Linked DNA regions of Hordeum vulgare: region 2 is linked to region 1. Evidence: chromatin contacts called from public Hi-C data. All regions are on one chromosome and are shown on one strand. The core of a region is the stretch at or near the end of the contact, and the rest is flanking DNA. Distances in the headings are between cores, read along the strand shown. Region 1 has its middle 410 kb from the start of LOC123401392. Region 2 holds the start of LOC123401392.

The links. A called contact is a pair of places that touch in the nucleus more often than the background predicts.
Region 2: a Hi-C map of leaf shows a contact between it and region 1, with 4 times the contacts expected there. The contact joins the promoter of LOC123401392 here to the enhancer-like site in region 1. A contact is called at or near these places in 2 of 6 Hi-C or Micro-C datasets (leaf and seedling) and 1 of 1 datasets of contacts at active chromatin or transcription factors (embryo).

The regions. Positions count from the first base shown.
Region 1 is chr6H:382,178,188-382,185,161 of MorexV3_pseudomolecules_assembly, forward strand. No RefSeq gene overlaps it. Among protein-coding and RNA genes, the nearest start is that of LOC123401392, 410 kb to the right of the region's middle. Within about 2 kb of position 3,599, at least 3 of the 3 cell types and tissues checked have open chromatin away from gene starts, as enhancers often do. A contact at or near this core is called in leaf and seedling, where this site is marked.
Region 2 is chr6H:382,589,163-382,596,136 of MorexV3_pseudomolecules_assembly, forward strand. It overlaps LOC123401392, which reads left to right and starts at 3,506. Exons shown (of 5, transcript XM_045095179.1): 1 at 3,506-3,924; 2 at 4,895-5,039; 3 at 6,183-6,292; 4 at 6,408-6,828; 5 at 6,920-6,974. The coding sequence starts at 3,664.

The DNA of each region.
Region 1 (6,974 bases), core at 2,349-4,848:
GACTATGGCGTGTCGATCAACCGAGGTCGGGCATGACCCAAGAAAGTGTGCCCGGTCCGATTTAATCAAGTGTGTTGGGTAAATTTGTGCACCCCTAGAGGTAAGTATATCTATTCGAATATGTGTGTCCACTATAGCGGGCGCTCAGAGTTGTATCCCGATCTAATACAACTAGAAGTGTGACTTAAACTGAAATGTTGGCTCCGAGATTGCTTTCTCGCAGGGAGTCGAGAAAGGATAGTTGGGCATTACTTAATAAACTTGCATCATTTTACTTATGCTAATCTACACTCTTCTAATGCTGCAAGATACTGAAGATGCTAGTCTTCAATAGGACTATGCCTTCCCTCTATTCCAGAATTTCTGCGGTCAGTACAAAGATTCAACCCCATTCCTTTGATATTGATGCATACATAGCATAGTTTTGATATAAGTCTTGCGAGTACTTTGGATGAGTACTAACCTTTGCTTTGCTCCCCATTTTCCCTATTGATACAATTGTCGCAACGAGATGACGGAGCAAAGGAGGTGGTTGATCCCGTCGACGAGTACTACTTCCCTGACAGAGCCTACTACTATGTGGAGGCCGCTCACAACCAGGTGTAGTTAGGAATCTCCCAGGAAGGGGTCCTTGCCTTTCCGATCCGATGATATATTTGTGCTAGCCTTCTTAAGCAAAAACTTGTTTACTTATGTGTGTACTCAGATATTATTCGCTTTCGCTGACTCCTTTGTATTCGAGCTTATGTATTCAAGCCTTCGAGGCCCCTAGCTTGTAATATGAAGCTTGTATGACTTTAATTTGTGCCTAGAGTTGTGTTGTGATATGTTCATGTGAGTCCCCAATCTTGGTCGTAGGCATTTGCGTGTATGATTAAGTTGGGGGCATCACAATCTTCCATGCCAATTTTTCTCCATAAGTTCTTTAAACATTTGTTAGTCTGATCAATGACACCAACTGGATGATCCAAGGGGCTCATGAAAATATTGGCACAGAAGCAAATATACACTTTATTAGGACTAGTCTACCATCATATGATATCATGGTGGAGCAACCTCAGAATCTTCTTTCAATTTTTGCAACATAGGGCTGAAATCCTCTATTTTTGGCTTAGATGTACCCATTGGGAGGCCTAGATAAGTGAAAGATAACTATCCCTGTTTGCAACCTAGGATGTTGAGAAGGCTGGGAATTTCATGGGCCTGCACATTTATTGGTAGCATGAAGGATTTCTCAAAGTAAACCTTTAAACCAGTGAATTCAGGGTAATGCATGAGAAGGGTTTTCTATGGGAATCTGTGTGGCATCTGCAAGTAACACCAGGATGGTGTCATCAACATATTGAATAACGGGGAAGTTTGAGCATGCCTGACACTCAATTGGAGATTGAATGCGATTTTTTTATTACTTCATTTAAGATGGATTGCAAAAGATCAGGTGCCAGTACAACTAACAATGGGGAAAAAGGTCTCCCTGCCTGACCCCTTGTTTGAAGTGAAACACTTTACCAGGCACTCCATTAAGAAGTACTGAGGATGTTCTAGAGGTGAGGATCATGTTTACCCAAATGATCCATCTGTGTCCAAAGCCTCTTGCTTTTAGAATTGCTAAGAATGTTTTGTGATCAATTAGATCAAAAGACTTTTCAGAGTCATGCTTTATGATCATAGTAGGTTTCTTGGATTGTTGACATTGATGAATATATTGAAATGCCTAGCCTAAATAATGTTGAATAATTCTGTTTTTGAGAAGACATATTGATTATTTTACACCAGTTTTAGAATCACCATTTGAAGCCTGTTTGCAAGCAACTTGGTAATAATTTTGATAGTATAGTCGAGAAGTGAGATTGGTCTCAGATCATTTGCTCTGATTGAATTGTATTTCTTGGGTATCAGGGTGATGAATTATAGATTCATGCTTTGCAGAGCTATGTTGCCTTCATATAAGTCATTAGTTAGATGGTAGAAATCCTCAACAATAATATTCCAAGAGGCTTTTAGTTTGAAATTTTGGTTTCTTGCAAAGGGCAAACAAATAATTGAACAAATAATAAAATTCCACGAGAGTTCTCTTTTGGTTTCCTACAAAAAAATAACTGAACATCCTGGCTCTTCAATTTTGTTTGAAATTTCAAACCAGTTTTCACTAGAATTAATACCCCTTACATTCCAACTTAAAATATTCGAAGATTTATTCATTTAACCAGTAGAGGGATAAATACAAGGAGTTGCAGACAAAAGTATTTGTTTCGAAGTTTCAGCATACTACATAACCACTTAATCCATAAAGTCAATTGAGGATACAGAGAGGTTGATGCAGATATTACAAAAGTTTTACACTGCAACACATCCAGATAGCCCAGAGTGTCATGCAAAAGTTTTTTCCTAATGAAGTTTTCCATCTCGGGAAGAGGTATCACTAATCCTTCCATGCTGACTGCTTTGCTCCCTTTTTAACATTCTCCTTGAGAAGATTTTCAACATTGCAGATCTTGGGATCAACCTTGCACAGAGAGAAAGACAAATTTTTTATCTCTTGAACAGAGCAATCAGGAGGTTTAGAAGCGCTGGCCAAACAGTTTCCATCTTAGCAAGGCCTTTTTTATATCCTTTATTTAAATATTGCAATCTCTCACTCATTCTTACCCTAGACTCAACTATTGGAGCTTTGTCTTTTCTTTTTACGTTGATGTGATCAATATATTGAGAGAAGATGGTTTGTTCAGTTGTCTGCTCGTTGTCAAAACTATTCTTGAGAGGTGGAGTAGAAGAATCTTCATCTTCATTTGCTCTCACATGTGAGCAGACATGAGACATAGAAAAGGGCATGAATCAGGAACGAAAAAAGTTAAGCATTCCTCGTGCTGGCTTTCTTCTCTAATAATATGTAACAAGCCAAGTGCACCCCTTGCCTTATTTGTATTATATCTCATGTTGAACCTTCCAACTATGCCATATGTGGTTGAGTAATAATAAGTTTTGCTTCATGACATCTTGCATCATGGCATCATAATCATCATATCATTTTGTTCCATCATGTTGGTTGAAATGCTATGTGAGAATTTGTGTGTGAAGGGTGCTTGCAAGTGGTGAGTGGGTCCATTGCAACTCCTTTTCAAACCATGCAAACTCCCTTTCTTCAAAACTATGCCAAACCCCCTCTTATTTCATTTGAGTTATGTATGGTTTGCAACTTTCTCAATTCACTTATTAAAAATGTTCCATAGCTCCCATATATTCAGCAACTATTTTTAGACTACACTTGGTAATTTGTGGTTTGTTCCTTATGTGGTGGTTTTTGCAAAAGCAACCTCTTTTGCAATTATTTTCACCATCTATTTTCTTCTCCTAAAAATGCCCAACCATTTTTGTTAAATAGTGCTTATTTTTTGAGTACCGACATATTTTAGTTGCCTCTCAAGTCCTTAAAATCACTGGTATAATTTCCCTTTGCTACTGTTTTATAAATAAAGTGAAACCCTTTATTTCTTTTCTATGAGAGATTTCCTCTCTCCTGGGCCTTTTCTCTTTCTCCCTCGTGGCCCAGCAGCAACCAGCAGCCAGCAGCCGAGCCGCACTGCAGCCAGCGGCCCAGTGAAGCCCATCCTAGCGTGCAAACAGCCACCTGCCTCTCTCCCTGACACTGTCGCCTTCCTCCCGTGTCAGCGAGGGAGAGCGGCGCCGTGAGCGTGCACGGGCGCCAAGGACAACGTGAGTGCCCCCCTATTTTGCTGGCCCGTGTCCCTAGGGTTCCCCATCTTTCCCTCATGTCGCCACCACTCCTCCCTCGATCCTTCTTCTCGTCCTGATGGCATTCCCATGAGCAAAGAGCAAAGAGCGTACAGGTTCATAGAAGAAGCAGAGGAGTGCCGACTATCTCCATCATCGTCGATCGCCTCCAGTGGCTCCCCATTCGATGTCCACCATGTCCTGCAGCATGTCGGCGTCTTCGTCGACCCGTTCCCGGTGCTAGGAGGGGTGGATCACGTCCCCATCATTGGCCTCGATGTCGCCGCCCCGCCGCTCCTCCTGGTCCGGCTTGCTGTCACTGCGCTGCACCCAGCTTGCCGCCGTAGCCGCAGTAGCTATCATTCCCGAGCCGAGCGGAACCTTGTGCTTGAGCCCTCGCAGTAGGCCGCCTAGGTGCCTTGTAGCCATGGGGACGAGTTCCGCTCCTATTCCATAGCCCCCTCCGGTGGTTCCCCTCGCTAGAGAACATGCCACTGTTGCCGTCAGCGCAGTCACCGTCGCCTCTACCGCAGCAGAGGAGGAACCAACATATTGTTGGTTTAAAAGTGGCGAGTCTCCCTTGTAGACAAACACCCCCACCTAGCCTGCTGGTTGCGCCATGTGCCTCCACCCAAGCAGATGCAGGTTCAATCCCACCCCCCCTTGCGGCAAATAAATCCCATTTTATTCTCTGTTAATGGTAGATCTCATAGTGGGCCGTGAGACCACATGTAATCCCTAGAGGCCCCTAGTGACTATGCCACGTGGGGCCGACCATGCTTGATTTATTTTGTGATGTTTTTTCCTTTGTTGTTAGTTGCATTTTGATTCATTTCCAAATAGGCAAAGTGCCAGATCTGGCAATGGCCAAATTTGGAATATGCCAAAATTGGTATATAACTTATTGTAACTAGTATGTGAATTTTTTATTTTAGTTCTGTGTGTGATTTTCCTATAGAATCATACGAGTGTGATATATGAAATTGGGGTAGAATTTTCCGGTAAGTCCAATGGTGGCATTGTTTCTGTCATTTGAGCAAGTTTGCAAAAATGTTATTTTGTGATGAGGTGGCATTTTGTGATTTTTGTATGATTTAATTCTTGCATGATATTGTGAACTTGTCAACATGAAAGTGGTAGTGTTTTGTGGGCACTAGGCCCTGGTATTTTTCTTTGCCATGATAAGCTTGTAGTTTAGTTGGTTTCTTGCTGTAAGTTGCTAAGAAAATGTTGCCCTCTATCGCCCTGTTAAATTTCATGCCATGTAACATGTTGTAGAATAGTGTTTCGTTGTTGTCAACATGTCACCAGATTAAAAACTGCAAGTGCAAACTGAGATTTTCACTAAGTCCTAATATGTATTATTTCTTGCCATGTTGAGAGCTTGATTGCCATTACTTCATGAACCTATCAATGTTGTTGTTGGTTATGTATTGTTGTGCTACTTGATAGATCCATGTAAATGTCTTGGTTGAACCCATTGAGTAGATGTACCTACTAGTTTGCTCATGATCAAAGTGGTATATTGCTGTTAGTGGACAGATTGGTTGTTGCTTTGTTTTGTGCATTGTGTGAGTTCCACTTTGTTTTTTTTGCATCTATTTTAGGTCTATTGCACATAGAATTTTGTGCCGTGTCCATTGGCATACCTGGAATGCCAAGAAAATGCCCATAGCTCCCTCTCAAATGATGTTTAGTCATTGTTGCCTTTCGTATCTTGTTTTGTGATTTCCAAGAGATCCGTAGTTCCGTTTGCCACGTTTGTTATATGTTTTGCACTATTTTATCGTGATGCATCCATTTCTACCATGTTCATGCATGTCCAATTAAATAAACTTGAGGTTCTGTCTAGAATGCTACTAACTTAATAATGCATGAGAAACTTGACTAGTTAGCATTTCCATGCTCCTTTCGTACCCACACTCATGCATCATTTTGTTTGAAGCATTGCACATTGTCGTGTGTTCATTGGATGTGTATTTTCCTTGGGTAGCAACGGGAGCTGAGAACGATTGTAGTGATCACGCTGAGTACGTTCCTGAAGAGCAAGAGTTGTACCCGTTAGAGGAACCAACATGCAAGATAATTGTGACCTTGATAAAGTCTCTAATTTTGTTGTGCTTAGATGAATCATTTCCATCGCTATTTTATCGCTGCCTACCAGCTTAAAATAAGCCTCCAAACATTGCCATGAAATCCTCTAACCCCTCCACTACCTAGCAAATATTGTTTGGCTGACATACCGCTGCTCAACACTCTTATAGCATTGCTAGTTGCAGGTGCAGGTTGATCCATGTGTTTACATGGGCTTTCGAATATCATCTTACTACCGCTATTTAATTAAATGCACCTATATACTTGGTAAAGGCGGAATGCTTGGACTTTTGTTGGGTGTTTTATTCCGCTTTTGCCGCCTTAGTTCTGGCTACGGGTGTTATGTTCCTTATTGAGCGCTCCTAACACGCTTGGGGTTGTTATGGGGACTCCCTGACAATTCGCTTTGAGTTAAGGCTCTTCCAGCAAGGCCCAACATGGGTACTACATTTGCTAAACAACTCAATTAAATGCATAGGGAATAGCTACCTTGTGGACCTTAATCAACAACCCGGGCCAGTGCTCCTCATGAGTGTTGGTCCAAACCACACGATGTCCGGTGCCCCTTGGTCACCCGGGGTTTCAGCCAACCCGACGTCTTGCCCATTTGGTAGTGCCCTGAGAAAGAGATACCCGCAGCTCCTGTTGGGATCTAGCCTGAAGGGCTGTCTTGCTGGATTTGTCTTATTTTTAGCGAATGTCTTGTGCACTCGGACATCGGTGATACTTCGGGCTATCTCGAGTTTGAGGTTTTCTCTCCAGAGCAGCTTGTGGCAGTTTGTCATGGACTAGTTCGAGTACACCTGGAGGGATAAATCTTTCGGAAAGCCATGCCCGTGGTTATGTGGCAACGTGGAAACTTTGTTTAACATCTGGTTCAAGGCAACTTGAAGTAAATTTAACTAAAATATGCCAACTGTGCGCGTAACCGTGAATGTCTCTTTCTTGAGTTCCTTCTCTGACTGAGAACACGGTGGGGTTATGCGTGCTGAAGTAGGTGTTCAGGTTCACTTAGTGGTCAAAATTAGTTCACAACCGTCACGCATAGACCACCCACTTTACTTCATGTTGTCATAAGTTAGCCACCATATATGCTTAGTGCTGCTGCATCCTAAACACTAAAAATTCCATACCCGATAACTTGATTA
Region 2 (6,974 bases), core at 2,256-4,755, 410 kb after region 1:
CTTCTGCGATATAGATACTATTTTAAAATCTCAGGATAGGCCAGCACTAATATTGTACATATACATTTATTTATTTACCATTATTTTCTTAGCCTTTCTTCTGTGATATATAACCTATTTTCAAATCTCAGGATGGTCCATGGCCCACCCTGGCCACCCTCTACCTCCGCCACTCACAGTGCTAGAGGCGTTCATACAGAGTCATTCAGTCCTCTCAATTTTCATATCGAGTTGTAAGTAAATAAAAGTGTGATGATCACCATTATTAGAGCATTCTCCGAGTGAGGAAATAAAAATGTGGGAGGCTAAATAAGCCCACCATAAAAAATGAACGATAGAAAAAGAGAGAAGAGACTTTGCTACTATCCTTTACCACACTTGTGCCTCGAAGTGGCACCTTGTTCTTCATATAGAGAGTCTCATGTTATATCATTCATATGCTTGTGGGAATCACTTTTAATAAACTTGGCTTGTATATTCCGATGACGGGCTTTCTCAAATTCCTGAGGTCTTCATGAGCAAGCAAGTTGGATGCACACCTCACTTAGCTTCAGTTGAGCTTTCATACACTTATAGCTCTAGCGCATCATTTGCATGGCAATCCCTACTCCTTGCATCGATATCTATCGACGAGCATCTCCATAGACCGTTATTACGCATAGTTGACGTGAGACTATATTCTCCACCTTTCACCCCTTTGATACCTACCACCATATTCTATTCTACCTATATCCTATGTCCAATGGTTCACGCTCGTGTATTGCGTGAAAAATAAAAAAGTTGATGCACATTGAAAAATTACGATCCAATTGCCTAACTTGGGCACCGTGGTGCTTGATATTTGTACTAATGTGGTGAAGATGAAGCCATGCCTTGCTAATATAATAAGATGAATAGGGGCAAAACAATCTCGGAGGATCGTATACTTTAAAAGATTAATGATTTTGCTGCTTATACTTATAAGTATTGCTATGTTATTGTTTGTTAATTCACCGTTTCTCAATTAGCATACATGCATAAGGTTACATAATGGGTAGCATGTCACATAAAAAGTTATGTTTTTATCAGTTACCTACTCGAGGACGAGCGGAAATTATGCTTGGGGATGCTTGATACTTCTCCAACATATCTATATTTTTTGATTGTTCCATGCTGGTATATTATCATTCCAGAATACTTTTTGGGTATTTATTTACCAATTTATATTATTTCTGAGCACTAGCCTATTGATCCAGTGTCCAGTGCCAATTGTTGTTTTGTGCATGTTCTTCACTTTTCAGGTTTTCAATACCAAACAAAGTCCAATTGACCTAAAACTTTTTAAAGATTTTTTCTGGACCAAAAGAAGACCAACGAGCATCAGAAGAAGGTTGGAGGCCACCCGATGGCCCCACAAGCCAACACGAGGCGACCGGGGGGGGAGCGCCCTCATGGCTTGTGGGCCCCTCGAGGCCCTCCCGACTCTGTTTTCTGGTTTATGAATTCTCATATATCCTAAAAAACCCTAGAAGCAGCCTCGAAACACTTTTTACGGCGCCACAAGTCTCTGTTCCAACAGGAGGTCATCTGGAGCTCCGTTTTGGAACCTTGTCGGAGGGGGGATCGATCACGGACGACCTCTTCATCAACCTTGTTGCCTTCATGATGATGTGTGAGTAGTTCACCACAGACCTACGGGTCCATAACTAGTACATAGATGTCAATCTCTCCCTCTCTTGATCTTCAATACAATGATCATCGCATCTTCGCTTTGATCCATATGGTGTAATCCTTTTGTGTGGTGCGTTTGTTGGGATCCGATAAATTATGGGTTTATGTTTAGATTATTCATGATAAATATTTGAGTCTTCTCTCAATACTAATATGACTCTGATGTGCATGCCTATGATAGCTTCGTAATTCTCTCCGATCTATTAAAATAGTTTGGCAAACTAGATTGATATTTCTTCGACGAGAGAGGTGCGTTGTAGTAGGTTCAACCTGACGAATTTCTATATCCCATTCACAGAAGGGACAAGCCGCGTCTTTGTGTTGCTGCTACTAAGGATAACACAATGGGGTTTATTTATATTGCTTGAGTTTGATTTGTCTACATCAAGTCATCGTTCTCCATGCATTACTTTATTTTTCTTAATACTCTAGATGCATGATGGATAGCGGCCGATGAGTGGAGAATAGTAATAGGTGCACGCAGGAGTCGACTTGTTTGTTTATGAACGTGGTGCCTATATACACATGATCATTACCGTGAATATCGCATAACTATCCGCTTTTCTATCAATTGCCCAACAGTAATTTGTTTACCCATCGTATGTTGTTTTCATGAGAGATGCCATTAGGAAAAATAACGTCCCTCAGATTTATTCACATATATTTACAAAACCTTCAATACCTTGTTGCTATTTACTTGTTTTTATTTTATTTTGCAATTTACAATTATCTAGACACCTCACTTGCTTGCAAATAACGAGACCAAGGGGATTGACAACCCTCTTAACCGCGTTGGGTTTAAGTTGGTTGTTTTCTTTTGTGTGCAACCGTTGAAGACGGTTGTGGTTGATATTTTTATTGATTCGATATAAACCTTGATTTCATAACTGAGGAAAAAAAATTACTCACATTATACTGCAATTACCCGTTCCTTTTTACGAAATTCAACGTAGATTACAAGTATGAGCTGGTTTCATTAAACTAACATAACCATCAGAGCTACGCTCAATTATCAAACATTCTTTAGTCTTTTTCCGATTTAAACATTCTTTAGTTTGGAAATATTAGAATATGCGATGGTCTAGTTGAAAATTTCAAGGCACCAATTTTTACATCATCTGCTACAGCAGAAAAATCTTAGATGATCTAAAGCCTTCCCTTTTCTGCCCATAGCATTTTTTTGCTGCCCTAATGCAGTTTCGCGAGTCTTTCAAAGCTGCCACGTACCTCCAAATGAAAATGACGTTTAGGCCATCATAAATGAATAACCCAAGATTTTTTTTCTTTCATGTAACTGAATGAGATGTCCAACAACTAAACATGTGTAGAAACTCTACTCGCACACGGATCGTGGTGTAGTGCCAGTTGGATCTCCGAGCAGTCAGCGGCTGTTTTTTTAATGCGCCGGAAACATCGATGGGGCACACATGGAGGCATGATGGACGACGCGTGCGGTGCGGAAAGCCTCCAAATCCCAGTCCGGCGCCCGTAGATCGGAGCAGGTGACCGGCTGCTTGCCGTGCGTGTTTGACTCGCTCGTGCCCCCGAACCCAAGGCAGACGAGCATTCCCCTGCCTCTTTGCCAAGCCACCGAAAGAAAGATGCAAAACTTTGCTTCCCGATCGCTGAGGAATTGGGTGCTTTCGTGGTGTGGTTGTAGTCGATCCGAACCGTCGGTTTCCCAGGCCCGGACGAACGCGTAACGGGCATACGGCACGGTACGACTTCGTTCTACTGCTTGTGTGGTTGGACGCGTGCGTTCCATCCATCGTCCTCATTTCCCCACCCCACCCCACCCCACCTGGACGCCGAATCACCAAAAAGTAGTGCTGGGAGTTCTCGAGAGAGAGAGCCAGCAAGGAGGCAGCGCGGAGGCCAGGCCACCGTCGCGTGGCGTCCCACCACCACCCTCCCTATCGGATCCCGCTGCGCGCAGATCCGCGAGCCCCGGCAATGGCTTCCACGCCGGCGGACGGAGCAGGCGAGCCGGTCGAGGCCAAGGGCAAGGGGAAGGAGGAGGGGGAGAAGAAGAAGGCGGGAGGAGGGGTGCTGGGGAGGATGTGGCGCGGGATCTTCGGCGGCCGCGAGGACTACGAGAAGCGCCTGCAGTACCTGTCCAAGGAGGAGGCCGCCGTGCACGCGCGGATGCGCCGCCGGACCCAGTTCTCCCGCCGCACCGTCCGCAACATCATCGTCCTCTCCGTCCTCGCCGAGGTCGCCAAATCCCCTAACCATCCCGCTCTTTGTTCCTTCTCCAATTTACTACGCGTGTGGATGTCATATCTGAGATGATCATGGTCTGCTCTAGCGGCCGTGGGTGCGCCTAGGTTTGGATTCGCGGTGATTCCATTTGTTCACGCTCGGAGATTTGGCTGCCTCAATGTTTTCTCAGTCGAACTTTCGGAGTTTTTCTTTTTTCTTTCCGTGCTTCTGTGCGTGCGCGTACGCGGTCGTGTGCGAGGTTGTGAACATGCGATTGGGGTGTTATATTTTCCCCGGAGGTTAAAAGCGAACCAGCTTTGTTGGAACGAAGTAGACAGAGTGCTTTGAAAGTTCGGGATCATCCATGCTGATTAGACATGGCCAGTTGGCCACATGGGCGGATACACTGCGTTTCTGGTTCATAGATTCTAGAGTAGATCTTCTTACTGGGAAGAGATGCACAGATTTTCGCTATGATTGTTCTGTCAGATATTCATGTTCACAAGTCAATGCTGTTTGTGGATTCCTTTCCTTTTGGAGTTATTACTGTGTACGCCTGCCCAAAATGTTCAGTTGTGTGCTACTGTTTTCAAAGTAGAAATTGATGTATGTTGAATTATATGTTTAGATTGTCAATGCATAAGAAACCAATGTTGCGCAATTTGTGTATTTCCAGGAACAATATTTTATAATCTAGTTGCAGTTTGGTGTATTTGAGGTATCATTAGAACAACACTAAGTAGGATTGCCGAGAGGGTTTATTTTTTGAGTATCTGCCGAAAAGGAAACACTGGTTTCCTCTTATGCTGTGGTGAGAGTCTGTTTGGGGATTCACAGCTTGCCTCTGCGATCCTCTAGTTATGTGAATTGTTGAGTTCTGCACTTCTATGGGTTACATTTATATTAGACCAGTAATGGCTATTTTTGTACTAAGTATCCAGCAAGCAATCTGTGCCTTCTTAATAGTTGGTCCTATTCTCAGGCTGTGGCTGTTGGTTATGCCATCATGATGACAAGAGACGAAGATCTCACTTGGCAAATGAGGGCAATTCGAGTGCTGCCTATATTTGTTTTGCCTGCCATATCGTCTGTGGTATATTCAGCAGTTGTAAACTTCACAAGGATGCGTAAGTATCTTGAAACCACTGTCTGAATTCATAATTAGTGGTCCACATATTTGAACTATTTCTGCAATTTTTTAACCATTCTTAGTGAGTCCTGCATTGGTGCTGTCATCCCGTCATGTTTATATGCGTGTCGAATGTGACTTCTGTAACTATATCTTTGGCTTTAATATTGTGAAGTATGGGGCACTATGTTTTTTTTCTTCTGCAGATCAACAGTATGTTGTTATCTGGCACACTATTGTACTAGTCCACATATGCTGGTGTGAACTGTATTTTTAAGTTTCTGGCTTGAATTGAAAAGATTAAACCAATTTCCATTCTTCTAATTTCTGATAAGTATGCAATACGAAACAGTTTACAATATATGTATGCACTTGCACACATAGCATTTTCACTTCTTTGCACATATTTTACTTGTGGTGCTTCTAGTTTGACTCACTCAAGTCTTTTTACTTTCACTTGTGTGCGATCTTATCAGAGGAGATAGATTTCCTTTAGTTTTACCTATCTTCCCTAAAATGTTTATGCTTCTAGCAAAAAGATTGCTGTGGGGTTTGACTTCAGAGGTTGTAATATGTAGCTTGTGTTACAGAATTTTATGCTTTATAATACAAACTTTCATTTTAGCTGGAATGCTATTCTTTTCTTTTGACGTTCTGAAATTTGATGGCAGTCAAAGAGTGTGTCGAATTGCTTGGGACTTAGATAAGTGCAAATAATATCTCCATGAAAGTGGTTGTTGTTCCCCTGGATGCTATTTATCCAAATAGAAACATGGCGTGGTTAATTTTATCCGAAAGCAATCTTAGGAATTGAAAATGGAAGCAGTGACAAGATATATCTGGCAAGTTATTAACACTTTATTTGGCATAACTGCTGTATCACAACAAATATTGATAGCTGCATGATTGCCTGGCATTTAAGTGTTGGAGTTTTGAATCATCTCATGTCTAAATTTGCATGCTTGTTCTGATACACAAATGACAAATGGGCAACGTTCTTTTTGCCAGGAAGGATCTTGGCACTTATGTTATCTTGTGATATGTATTAATATGTTAATCTTGCCCTGTACTAACCTATATGATTTATCATCTTATCAGTACACCTTGTTATTATCATTGAATTACTTCCCTGTGTCCACAGGTGAACGGAAAGATGAAAAAACACTGGAAAAATTGAGAGCTGAAAGGAAGGCCAAGATTGATGAACTGAAAGAACGGACGAATTATTACCTTACACAACAGCTTATCCAGGTAAACGGTCATTGGTCAAGCTATTGAGTTCATTACTTGGAATATAATTTTATCATGTCATTGACACAACAATACTAAATGATGACAAAGTTTATCCCAACTTGAACATGTGCAGAAATATGATCTTGATCCAGCTGCAAAAGCTGCAGCAGCTTCGGTTTTGGCATCTAAGCTGGGGGCGGATTCTGGCTTAAAAGTACATCTTGGGGAAGAACCAAATTTTGATGCGGCAGTGGTTATGAGCAACAATGCTGAGATACTGCCATCAGATGGTGTGAGAAACAGGAAGCAACCCAATGCAAGAGGCAGCAGGACTGGAAGCACTACAGCTGCTCATACTTCGGTACAAGGTGCTGAATCTAGCTCAACTCTTAATGCTGGCCTGGAAAACGTACAGCCTACAAGGGTTGTAGAACATTGTCAAGGCTCTGGGGCAAGTGATGGTGGATGGATTGCAAAAATCGCTGCCTTACTCGTAGGGGAGGACCCATCACAGTCGTACGCTCTGATCTGTGGCAATTGCCATATGCATAATGGTATGCATGAGAAATAGAACTCTTTGATCTTTTTAGCTATTTCCTTACAAAGAATGGATGCGTGACCTACTACCAACTTAATAATTTGCAGGCTTGGCCCGGAAGGAAGATTACCCACACATTACGTACTATTGCCCACATTGTCA